3 separate regions of the Mus musculus genome follow, and regions 1 and 3 are each linked to region 2. A link is a contact called in public ChIA-PET data. All regions are on one chromosome and are shown on one strand. Each heading gives the region's core, a stretch centred on a gene start, on an enhancer-like site or on the middle of the called end of the contact. The rest is flanking DNA. Distances are from core to core; before and after follow the strand shown.

Evidence for each region. ChIA-PET counts read pairs in DNA pulled down with a chosen protein or histone mark.
Region 1: an RNA polymerase II ChIA-PET map of memory CD8 T cells shows a contact between it and region 2, with 10 read pairs. The contact joins the promoter of Emilin2 here to the enhancer-like site in region 2. A contact is called at or near these places in 1 of 484 Hi-C or Micro-C datasets (the G1E-ER4 cell line) and 3 of 115 datasets of contacts at active chromatin or transcription factors (bone marrow-derived macrophages, embryonic forebrain and memory CD8 T cells).
Region 3: an RNA polymerase II ChIA-PET map of memory CD8 T cells shows a contact between it and region 2, with 32 read pairs. The contact joins two enhancer-like sites. A contact is called at or near these places in 3 of 115 datasets of contacts at active chromatin or transcription factors (bone marrow-derived macrophages, large pre-B cells and memory CD8 T cells) and 2 of 9 other capture datasets (adipose tissue and liver).

What each region holds. Positions count from the first base shown.
Region 1 is chr17:71,308,784-71,312,404 of GRCm38.p6, reverse strand. Emilin2 (elastin microfibril interfacer 2) reads left to right here and starts at 1,394. Exons shown (of 8, transcript NM_145158.4): 1 at 1,394-1,687; 2 at 2,134-2,256. The coding sequence starts at 1,545.
Region 2 is chr17:70,972,616-70,976,349 of GRCm38.p6, reverse strand. Myl12b (myosin, light chain 12B, regulatory) reads left to right here. Exons shown (of 4, transcript NM_023402.2): 3 at 730-891; 4 at 1,854-2,387. The coding sequence ends at 2,026. Among named protein-coding and RNA genes, the nearest start is that of Gm46595, 5.0 kb to the right of the region's middle. Within about 2 kb of position 2,044, at least 70 of the 459 cell types and tissues checked have an H3K27ac peak or open chromatin away from gene starts, as enhancers often do. A contact at or near this core is called in bone marrow-derived macrophages and memory CD8 T cells, where this site is marked.
Region 3 is chr17:71,286,477-71,290,033 of GRCm38.p6, reverse strand. The region is part of intron 2 of Emilin2 (elastin microfibril interfacer 2); the gene reads left to right. Among named protein-coding and RNA genes, the nearest start is that of Emilin2, 23 kb to the left of the region's middle. Within about 2 kb of position 1,698, at least 128 of the 459 cell types and tissues checked have an H3K27ac peak or open chromatin away from gene starts, as enhancers often do. A contact at or near this core is called in bone marrow-derived macrophages and memory CD8 T cells, where this site is marked.

The sequences.
Region 1 (3,621 bases), core at 145-2,644, 340 kb before region 2:
AAGGACCCAATAAAACCATCAAAGCAAAGCATATGAGAAAATAAAACAACCAGTGGCTTCATTTAGTTTTATCAAAACATAGCCAACTTTCCCTGTCCCTCCAACCCCCAGCCAACAGTGTCATGTTAGTTCACAGGTACAGCAGTGAGCCTAGGCTTGCCAACTAGGGCGGGTAGGAGCAGCAACTAATTTCAAAGGAATAGCTCTCTCTCTCTCTCCTCTAGAATACCCCTCCTTGGTGGTGCAGTGTGTAGCCTAGGCTAGCCTCTAAGGTGAGTCTCTTGCCCCAGCTTCCCAAGTAGAACACCCTACCCTCTGTGGCTGATTTTATCTGTGGAGTCACTTTGGTCAGGCTATAGAGAAATTGGCAAAGACCCCTGTAGCGTTTGAATAGGCAGAAAACATGACCAACAGGGGGAGCAAGAGAGGGAGGGAAGGATGGAGGAATGAAGGGTTGGAGGGAGGCAGGAAGGCACCAACAGAATCTGAACTATTTAGATGCAAAGACAAAAAAAAACTATTATAATAAATGGTCTTTTAAAAATGTTTGCCCGCACATACATACTGTGTGCGTGTGTGCAGGCCAGAGATTAATGTCTTGTATCCTCTTGTCAATTGCTCTCTCTGGCACTCCCCCCTTGAGCTAGGGTCTGTCAGTGAGCCTGCAGCCTCAGAGATTCTTCTGTCTCCACCTCCTTAGTACTGGGATTACAGGTTTGTGAAAGCCTGTCTAACTTTTTATGTGGGTGCCTGAGGATCTGAACTCATGTCTTCATGTTTGCGCAGCATTTTACCGACCGAAACATCCGCCTTTAATACTGATGGAAAGAGAAACGTCCGAGCAGGACATCTCCTCATAAACACTGGAGTAGCAAATGACAGTTTGCAGCTGCGGGGAGGCAACCCCACTATCCAGGAGCAGCCCGCGCATTTGGAAAGTTCAAGCCGTGTACTAGCTGCGCCTAGGAGAGCTCCTGCGTCTTCAACTTTCGCCCAAGACCTTAAAGATTGATGGGTAGACGGCGGTGGGGCCTCAGAGGAAGAAATCGACGCTGAGTCCCCCTTGAGTAGGTTCCCCCCGCCGGGGGGGGGGGGCAATAACTGATGGGTGGTCCTGGGCTTCTGGCCGGAGAGAGGCCCCGGGGGATCGAGGTGGGGACCGCCCGAAGCTTGCTGCACTTCCGGAGGGGCTGGGGTCGCGCTGTTTGGAAGGTGAGAGGCGGAGCTGCTGGCGTTTGGGAAGAGACCAAAGGAATGTGTAATTGAAAAGTCTGTAACCAAGACCCCGGTTCCTAACCCTTTGGCTCTTTCCCCGAACCCCCTGCCGAGAGGCGATGGGCCGAGAGATGGTGAAGGGAAGAGTCACGTTTCGGAGAGGGAAGTGAATTAAAGAGGGCGGCACCCGGGGGGACCTGTGCGTCATTGAGGGACCGCGGAGCGGCCAGTGCGGAGGCGTGGGGACGAAGAGCCAGAGGGGCCGCCGAGCGCCCGAGCCCGCTGCCGGTTCCCGCGGCCCCGCCGCCTGCAGCCTTGTGGGGCTCAAGATGTGTCAGGAGACCCCGCCCCGACCCCGAGCACCCAGTCGCTGGACGCCGGCCCTGCTGGCCCTGCTGGCCCTGGGCGGCGCGGGACTGTGCCACGCGAGCTCGCAGCCTGGGTACCACGCGAGGCCCAGTGCCAGGAACAAGTAAGAGTGTGTCCCTTATGCTCGCCCCCAGCCCTAGAGTCCCAGATCCTAGGCGGTCACTCCCGAATCCGCCTGCGGGCTCCAGAGCTGCCCCGGCAATGGCGACGGGCGGTAGCAGAGAGAGCCCCATAGGCTTTTGGGGTGTCGCCACCCCCGGGTGGCCATGTGCTCCCCACCAGGCGCCCCAAGCATCCTGAAGCGAACCCGGGCAATGGGGAGTGTTCGGCAGAACTACGGGATCTGCCACCGAGCCCGAACACGAACACATCCTGTTCTGCAGGTTTGGGACTCTTTGGTGTTCCAAAGACGCAAGAGACACCCTGGGGTGGCAGCTTTGGCAAGCTCCTGCCTTCAGCGCTGGTGACCGCCAACTTGTTGGGTCAATTCGTCTCCCCCTTCTCCCCATTGTTCTCCAAGTTTATCCAGCCCTTTTCTCTCTACCCCAGAAACTGGTGCGCCTACATCGTGAATAAGAACGTGAGCTGCACGGTACAGGAGGGAAGCGAGAGTTTTATTCAAGCTCAGTACAACTGTCCCTGGAACCAGATGCCCTGTCCATCCGCCCTGGTGTAAGTCGGGGAGCACGAGGGCCGAGTGGGTGGGTGAGGTGGAGCGCTGGACTTCAGTCCTTGTGGAAATCTCTTCCAGACCCTCTACAAAGTCTGATATCTGCACGGCTCACAGCTACTCTGGGCTATTTAATGGTGTGCTGTTCTGCGTGAACCTTGAAGATGCGCAAAATTTGGGAGTTTGAGATTCCCTAGGCCACAGGAGAGGATGAACAAAGGCCCCACCCCCATCTCTCTCTCTCTCTCTCTCTCTCTCTCTCTCCTCTCTCTCTCCCCCCTCCTCTTTCAATTTTATTACTAACATAAGGCAGCTGAACCTAATTAGATCCATATTGTATGTTCTGGGTCGCATAGAGATTCTAAAATGTTTTAAATGAAGGATTAGCCGAGAGGTTTGACCAGTTGGAGTTCTGAAGGAGGTGAGTTTTGTCCCAACTGTCCTCTTCAGCGTTATGATTTTCTAAACTAAACTCCTCAGGTTGCTTTAGAACGTTTGTCCCTTTTCTTCTCAAGTTGGGTTTGTGGATTCTTGAGGCAGATCTCCGAATGGAATAGCCCTTGGTGATGTGCAGAATAGTTAAACATCTTTTTTGCTCATAAAGATTCCAGCATCTTAAAAACTGGGCACGGGGGCGGGGTGGGGGGGGGGCGATGATTTGTTAGCGCGGGTTCTGCGAACACATTGTACTCACCCAATTGGTGATCAGGGAGCTCTTTGAGTTTTTGTGGAAGCCAGATCTCAGGAGACCGCTGGTGTGGATAAAAGGCTGTTGGGGACACGTGATGGTGAGGATTGTTTCCACTAAGAATAAGCTGTTTGTCTTCGAGCACATTGTCAGCGCCGTACAGAATGGTCAGTGGTGGGCAGTTCTGTCTCTGGCCGGGCTCAGGACAGGCTGAGCTTGTATCCCCAGCAAGCTGATTCAGGGGGCAGGGAGCAGACAAGGCTGTAGACAGTAGGTCACCGGGTCCCACCCAGGCTGCGTGTGGGAACCACAAGCAGGTAGAGAGTTCCTGAGAGGCAAAAAGAAAGTTATACAAACTTGCAGAAACACAGGGAAGCCCTTTACTTTTTATTTTTTAACATATAGGGGAAACAGCTGATACAGATTTCCTGGCCGGCCCACACAGAGATTCAGAACTGTCAACCTGCCTTAAATTGGTCTGTATTTCGATTTAGACTTCACAGTCCATGGCCAGCTACTGGTGACAGGACAGCCAAGTGAGGTTTTGACACTGTGACAGAAACACGAACTGAGTATTCGACACAGTCCAGAAGGGTTTGCTTGCCATTAGAATTGGATTGAGAGCCAGGACAATTTCATTCACTTTACACAAGAGTTATATTTTGTATTTTCCTACAAT
Region 2 (3,734 bases), core at 795-3,294:
TGCGCACGCACACACTGTCAGGAATTCTCTAGCTGATGTCCTACGATTTGTTTTCGATAGGCACTTAAATCAGGGTCTCTCTTTACTGTGAGTGTTCCAGTCCAGGTATGGCCTGGTGGCTCATCCATCAACACGCAGGAGGAGGAGGCAGGAGAGTAACAGCACTTGGGTTGACAGTGCTTTCTATAGAATCATTCAAAATAAGCTGCAAGCCGTAAGCTGACCTAAAAGGTTTAACTCAGATGATGAGCTTATAAGTCATTTTGAAGCATACCAGACCACGGGCAACTGTATCATGATTAAAAACGATTAGACAAATGTTGATTTGTCTTGTAATTGCTGTTGTTGAGACAACCCTTGATGAACCAATGTAGAATCAATATTCAGCCTGTGATAGTATGGTGTTTTGCCTGTCAAACTCTGAGAGTTTGGGGTGTTGTTGTTGTTGTTGTTGATTTTTAATAAAAAGCAATGAAGAAGATAGCAAGATGGTTCCGCACAGAAAGATGTTTTTGTCTTACGCTTGTGGGTTTTGATCCCCAGAACCCTTGAAGAAGCAGAGAACCAACTCCTGAAAGTTGTCCTCAGACCTCCATACATGTGTTATCCTGAATATTACATGTACATGTAATAAAAACCTTTAAAATAATAAGTGTGCTAGCATAGCGATAGCCAAACCATGCCAACCTAAGTGGGTTTTCTCCTTTGTTCCAATGTGCGCCCTCACAGGGAAGAATCCCACTGATGCCTACCTGGACGCCATGATGAACGAGGCCCCGGGCCCCATCAATTTCACCATGTTCCTCACCATGTTTGGGGAGAAGCTAAACGGCACTGACCCCGAGGACGTCATCAGAAACGCCTTCGCTTGCTTTGATGAGGAAGCCACAGGTAACGCGCTGTGTGTGTGTGTCCTCACTTGAGGGTACATGGAGCATATTTTAGGACATTTTTTAATGTGTAAAATTTTTTTAGTCAAAGCAAAAACAAGCTAACCAAGCTTGTTACTTTAAAATAGGGCAGTAGAACCGAAAATGGCCTGGCCATAGATCTGCTGTAGGTCATGAAACGAACGGCTTCGCCTAGCTCATGCACCTTTGCATCTGGCTTCAAGCTTCCTAACAAAATCAAATGTATCGTTAGGTAGTCTTGGACAGTGAAAGCTGTGCTTTCTGAGACCCCTGGCTTCTCTGAAAAGCATAGTTTACAGCACGAGCACTTGAAGTGTTCTTTGAAGTGTTCTGTGTCTCTGGGCTACCTGGGGTTTTGCTCTGTTTTGTCTGGAGAATCACATTTCAGTGTGAAAAGCCTTCCCATCTCACCTTCCTCTCCTCCTCCTTCCTTCTTCAGTCATTTCTCCTTTTATTCCGCACTAACCTCCTGCTGGGTCTCACACATCACCTTGGTATCTCCCTCCCATGGCCCTGGCACATGGCTGTCCCTGCAGTGGCTCTGGGTGAAACTGCCTCTTGTTCTGGGCAGCCACCTCTTAATTTTGACTGGACTTTGTGTTTCTATATTGTGGTTTTTAAAAAGTTGTTTTTCTTTTCTGTGTGTAAATATTACAGCTGTGTGTGTGTACCACATGCACACCTGGTGGCCTTCAGGGGCCAGAGCAGGCATACGATTCTTGGGACTAAAGTTACAAATGGTTGTGAGACAGGAGGTGCTGGGCTCTGCCTGTGCTCTTAACTACTGAGTTATCTCTACTTTGACACTTTTAAAAATCAATTTAGTGTTCATAGAGTGCTCTGGAGGGGCTGGGAAGCGGCTCGTGGATGAGAGTGCCGAATTGCTGACTAGGGGTTGGTTTGTCACATTGTGCCATGAGCCTGCCCTTTGTTGCCCTCCAGGCACCATCCAGGAGGATTACCTGAGGGAGCTGCTGACCACCATGGGCGACCGCTTCACAGACGAGGAAGTGGATGAGCTGTACAGAGAGGCCCCCATTGACAAAAAGGGGAACTTCAACTACATTGAGTTCACACGCATCCTGAAGCACGGCGCGAAAGACAAAGATGACTGAAGAGCTGCGGCGGCTGACACGCCTCTTGCGTTTGCTTGCTCACTTCCTGTCTCAGACACACACACCCCATAGGACCTACTGCGTGCCACTTAGTTTCTCAGTCACTTCCCCTCCCCCATAGGGCCTACTGTGTGCCACTTAGTTGAGAGCTTTTTTTTTAAATGTATTTATTCCAGGCCCTTTCTGTCACTTAGCATGTGCATAATCAGACTGGAACGGGGGACAATGTTGTAAATTGTACTGAAAACGAGATGCAAATAAAAAATGAACCACTGTGAAAGCCCAGGACAATATATCCGGATTTCTGGTTTTGCTGGATTTTTTTTTTTTTACATTTTTATATAATAAAAATGTTATTTTGAAATAAAGATGATGCTGACTCAAGTGGAGTATAAAACAAACGAGCGATAGTGTGGGGTGCTCCTTTCTTCAGGTTTCCAGCTTTGTAAAATTCAGACTTTGCCACATTCTCATCTTCAGAAGTTTAAATACACCTCAGCGTCTTTAAGAGCTAGTTACACCTTTGATCTTTATCTCGCTGCTTCTAGGGAAATGCAAGTGGCTTGTCGTGTGACTAAGACTAGACAGAAATAGACACCAAGCCATTTATCTAGTACCCGTTACCCAGCATGCTCTTGTGAGTGTTGCTGACTAAGGGCCAGGACAGACAGAAGAGGCAAAGCCACATAAATACCGTGTGGTGACCAAGAACACTGCATGGTGGAAAGTGGACAGAAACGCTCCCTGGGAGATACAGCCTGGTTGAGGTCTGCTTGACAGGAAGCGATCCTAGTGCAAGGCAGACTCTCACCCAAAGCACAATGACAGTAATGAATGAGAACACGAAGATTGCTTTCAAGTGTGTCATCGATGTAGAGTCGAGATAGGGAATCCCATGACTGTAGGTAGGGGGGGGAAACATGGTTTGTGCTTGAAAAGCTCATTGTTGCGGTGTCGCGTAGAACAGAGAGGCAGCAAAGATGTAAAACCATCGAGGGAACCACAGCATCCAGGGATGCAGTCACTTGGCTTGAGCTGGTGCAGCAGACACGGCTATCCTTGGCCCACTGACCTCCAGTCTAGCTGTGTCTCATTATGGCCGGATTGAAAAGACTGGTGTAGGGTACCAAGAGGTACTTTCAATGTTTAAGACAAAGCAAAATCAATGTCCAATAAATAAATCTAACAGTGTCCTCTTTGAGGTCTATGGCCATTAGTGTGTGTGTGTGTATGTGTGTGTGTATAAACCTTTTTTTTTTTTTTTTTAAGTAGTTTTTGGTTTGGTTTGGTTTTGGTTTTTCGAGACAGTGTTTCCCTGTATAGCCCTGACTGTCCTGGAACTCACTGTGTAGACCAGGCTGGCCTCGAACTCAGAAATCAGCCTGCCTCTGCCTCCCAAGTGCTGGGATAAAAGGCATGCACCACCACTCCCCGTGAGTAGTTTTTTTAGTTAGGTATTTTCTTTATATACATTTCAAATGCTATCCTGGAAGTTCCCTATACCCTCCCCCTGCCCTGCTCCCCTACCCATCCACTCCCACTTCTTGGCCCTGGCTTTCCCCTGTACTGGGACATATAAAGTTTGCAAGACCAAGGGGCCTCTCTTCCCAGTGATGGCCGACTAGGATAAGATATGGCGTGAAGGGGCCTGAGGATGTGGGCCACTGGTATTTACTCGTGGAGCCTCAGGGTCCATCTCCAACACCTC
Region 3 (3,557 bases), core at 449-2,948, 310 kb before region 2:
AGGCCAGCAGATGTTCTCATGGTCCACACTGTGGGAACACAAGGATGAGTTCATTAGGGAGTGGAGGGGAGCTGGTTTCTCTGTGATTTCTGCTGCTAGGAATGTGGAAACAGAGTAGAGGAATGAGAACCGAAGCCGTACATATGGGAAGAACAGCCTACAACAGAGATGGGCCTCCCATAGAGAGCTCTTATTTAAAACCATGTGAGCTGGCTCACGCTCAGACTCCCTTTTCTTTCCCAACACCCAGTGACTTGATCTGGGGATGTACTTCTCAGAGCTAAGAATGCGGCCTCCTTGGAACACAGCCTTAATCTATGGTTGATGGGCTGGATGCGGCCAGCACCAGATAACCTCGACTGAGTTGCTCAGAAGGCAGGTCCCATGCATGAGCTAACCCAAGAATAACAGCTCCATTATCTGCTGTAGCTGAGTTGGGGAGGGCTTGACACTGAGTTTTCTTTAATCCTTTCTTTAGGAATGAAGACTTCTTTTTTTTTTTTTCTCCAGGATAATTATAAATTGTGTGGGGAAACCTACTCATTACTCTGTATGATCAAGGCAAAAGACTGAGTGGGTTTTGAAACCTAACTTGCCCCTAAGTGTGTAAGGAAATTAACTCAAGAGGAAATAACAAAGCCATCAACTTATAATCAGGCTCTCCCCCAACAACTGTCTCCCCATTCCAAGAACCAGAACGCCCTTTCTGGAAGGGTGTTTTCATTCTGAACGCATTGCTTTGATCTAGGATCTGTTACCTTGTAACAACTTTAATCAAGACTCATTAACCTGACGTTTAGATTCATATAGTCATTTCAGATTAAAAAAAAAAAAAAAGTCATGGCCTAAGCATTCTGGCTTTTTAAAGTTTAGGGGAATTTTCCTAAAGAGCCGAGCTACATGTTTCACACTTCTTTGTCTCCAGGCCAGATTCTCCATGTGGTGATCCAATTAAAACTGTGTGATGCAGCAGAAAAGGATGGGAAGGTGGACTCTGAGTTTGTGTTTTAAGCTGTAAGGAGGACCTTGGCTTGGAATGGAGCCATAAGAGGGATCTAGGGACCGGAGTCCATCTCCTGACGTTGCATAGACCACGTTTAGAGATGGCCATGTGTAAAATGACCATTTTGACTTTCAGTCAGACACGAGATTCAAGTGGGAAGTATTTTAAAATTCCAGCATTTTGCCGGGCAGTGGTGGTGCACGCCTTTAATCCCAGCACTTGGGAGGCAGAGGCAGGAGGATTTCTGAGTTCGAGGCCAGCCTGCTCTACAGAGTGAGTTCCAGGACAGCTGGGGCTACACAGAGAAACCCTGTCTTGAAAAACCAAAAAGAAAAAAAAATTCCAACATTTCAGTGTTGAAATCACTTTCAACTCCATGGCCCTCACTGCCTGACTGCATTTGTTTTTGGCAGAGGGTCAATAAACAGAAAAAGTACATTTATTTAGTCATTCACTGACAAAAAAAAAAAAAAAAATCCCACAAAAAATAGGAAAAGCATGTCTGTGGTTCCTAAAAAATTAGTCTACCGTCTTGTCAGTTTCTCAAGGAGACCAAGTTTGTTGAAGTGAATTGCTTGTAAAACGGGAAGGAAATTCAGACACGCCCTGCAACATGCAAGACCCGCTAGGGTGTGAAAAGGGCTAGATGAAAAGACAAGTGCTTTAATGGTGTGTTCACGAGGCACCGGGAGCCATTGAATTCTCAGAGGAAGTGATGAACCACAGAGGTTAGACGTGTCAGGGAGTACGTGTTCGGTGACTATAGGGTTTTCATTTGGGAAGTTAGGGAGATTAACGTCACCCACAGACCTACAGACCTGATCCTATGATAATGGTCACGATGGGCTGGGTGGGGTCAGAGGTGGGACATTTACTAGGATATACAGTGTTCTGGGTTTGAATCCGAACTAATAAATATATAGATATATAAGTAAATGCTAAGGTGCTAAATGTTATATTGTATGTATTTTACTGCCATTTTATTCTGAAAAGTAAGTCACAGGCTGGGACCTGGATCAGTCGGCAGTGCTGGCTTAGCACGCACAAGGACCTGAGTTCAACGCCCCAGTACTCCTTACGATTAGGCGTGGTGGTATATGCTTGCGGTCCCAATCCTGGGGATTTGAATGGAGGGTGGACAGTCACTCTCAGTTACGTAGTAAGTCAGAGTTGAGTTGAGCTCTAAGGGGAAGATGTGACTTGTTGAGCTCTAAGGGGAAGATGTGACTTGGCAGCACACTGATTTCTCTCCTGGGATCCTCCGGGATGAGTCATTCTGTATGGTCCTCTCTTCATCCTCCTAGGTTGAGAGCCACCGGAACTGCATGTGCCAAATTGAGCCAGAAAAGTTGGCTTCAGGCTGTGGCAGGCCAGTGAGCAGAAGGAAAGAACTTACTAGAAAGTGTGTACTCTGGAAAAGTCCCAGGCTGAAGTTGTGTCCCCATGGTGGTGGTGGTGGTGGTGGTGGTGGTGGTGGTGGTGGTGGTGGTGGTGTGTGTGTGTGTGTGTGTGTGTGTGTGTGTGTGTGCTGGGCTTTGGATCTGTGCCAGGTTTTAGTCGCTAGAATATAGGTGAATGTCAAATGCAGGCTTAGGAGCCTTGGTTGTTGGTGCACCGCGCTGACGGTCCTCTTGGCAAAGATTTGTTTTTGAGCTTCATTTGGTGTCTTTGTACAAGCTGTCTGTCCCCTCTGCTGGGCTCAGAAAGCGTGGTTTAATAGAGGTCAAACATCAAGGTCTACCCCTGCAGCTTCCTGTACCGTCTCGTTTATTCTCTTCAGCAAACTCTGTCTGGTAGGATTTTCTGTGGTAACATTTATACTCTGATGTACTTGAAATGTGGCTGTTGGAATTAAATATTTGATTTTATTTTAATGTAAATATAAGTAGTTTGTGTGACTCGTGGGCACCTTGGATTGAACAGCTCTGGGTTACCCTTGGGTGTGTGGCTCTCAGGTAGTTCATCTTGAACCCAGGATTACACAGTCCAGTTTAGTTCTGAGAAGACTGAAGAATTGTCAGCTGCTTAGACCAGAGGATAAAGTTTTCTTCTTAAAATAGGAGATTAGATCACACAGACTTGGGCAGATACAGTACTTTTGTTTGAGTGACACACTATTAATCCAATCAATGATTTCATTTCATTGAATTCTTGCAATAGGACATGTTGTATTTCGTAACGATGTTTTAGACAATGCCTTAAAAAGAAATGCTCTTGCAGGGCCACAGTGATGCACACCTTTGATCCCAGTACTCAGGAAGCAGAGGCAACGCAAAGCTCTGAGTTCAAGGCTAGCCTGGTTTACAATGTAAGTTCCAGGATGGCCAGGGCTACAAAGAGAAACCCTGTCTTGAAAAAAACAAGCAAGCAAGCAAACAAACAAAGTTGGGGTGTAGGTCAGTGGTAGGCTGCCTGCCTATTGTATCTGTCAAGTCATAAAAAGCCAGGAGGAACTAGAAATACCCCTCATATCGAGAGAAGCCAGACTGAGAAGACCCGTGTGGTTTCAGCTCTTCGACATTCTGGAGAAATTAGGGAGAAAATAAAGACCAGA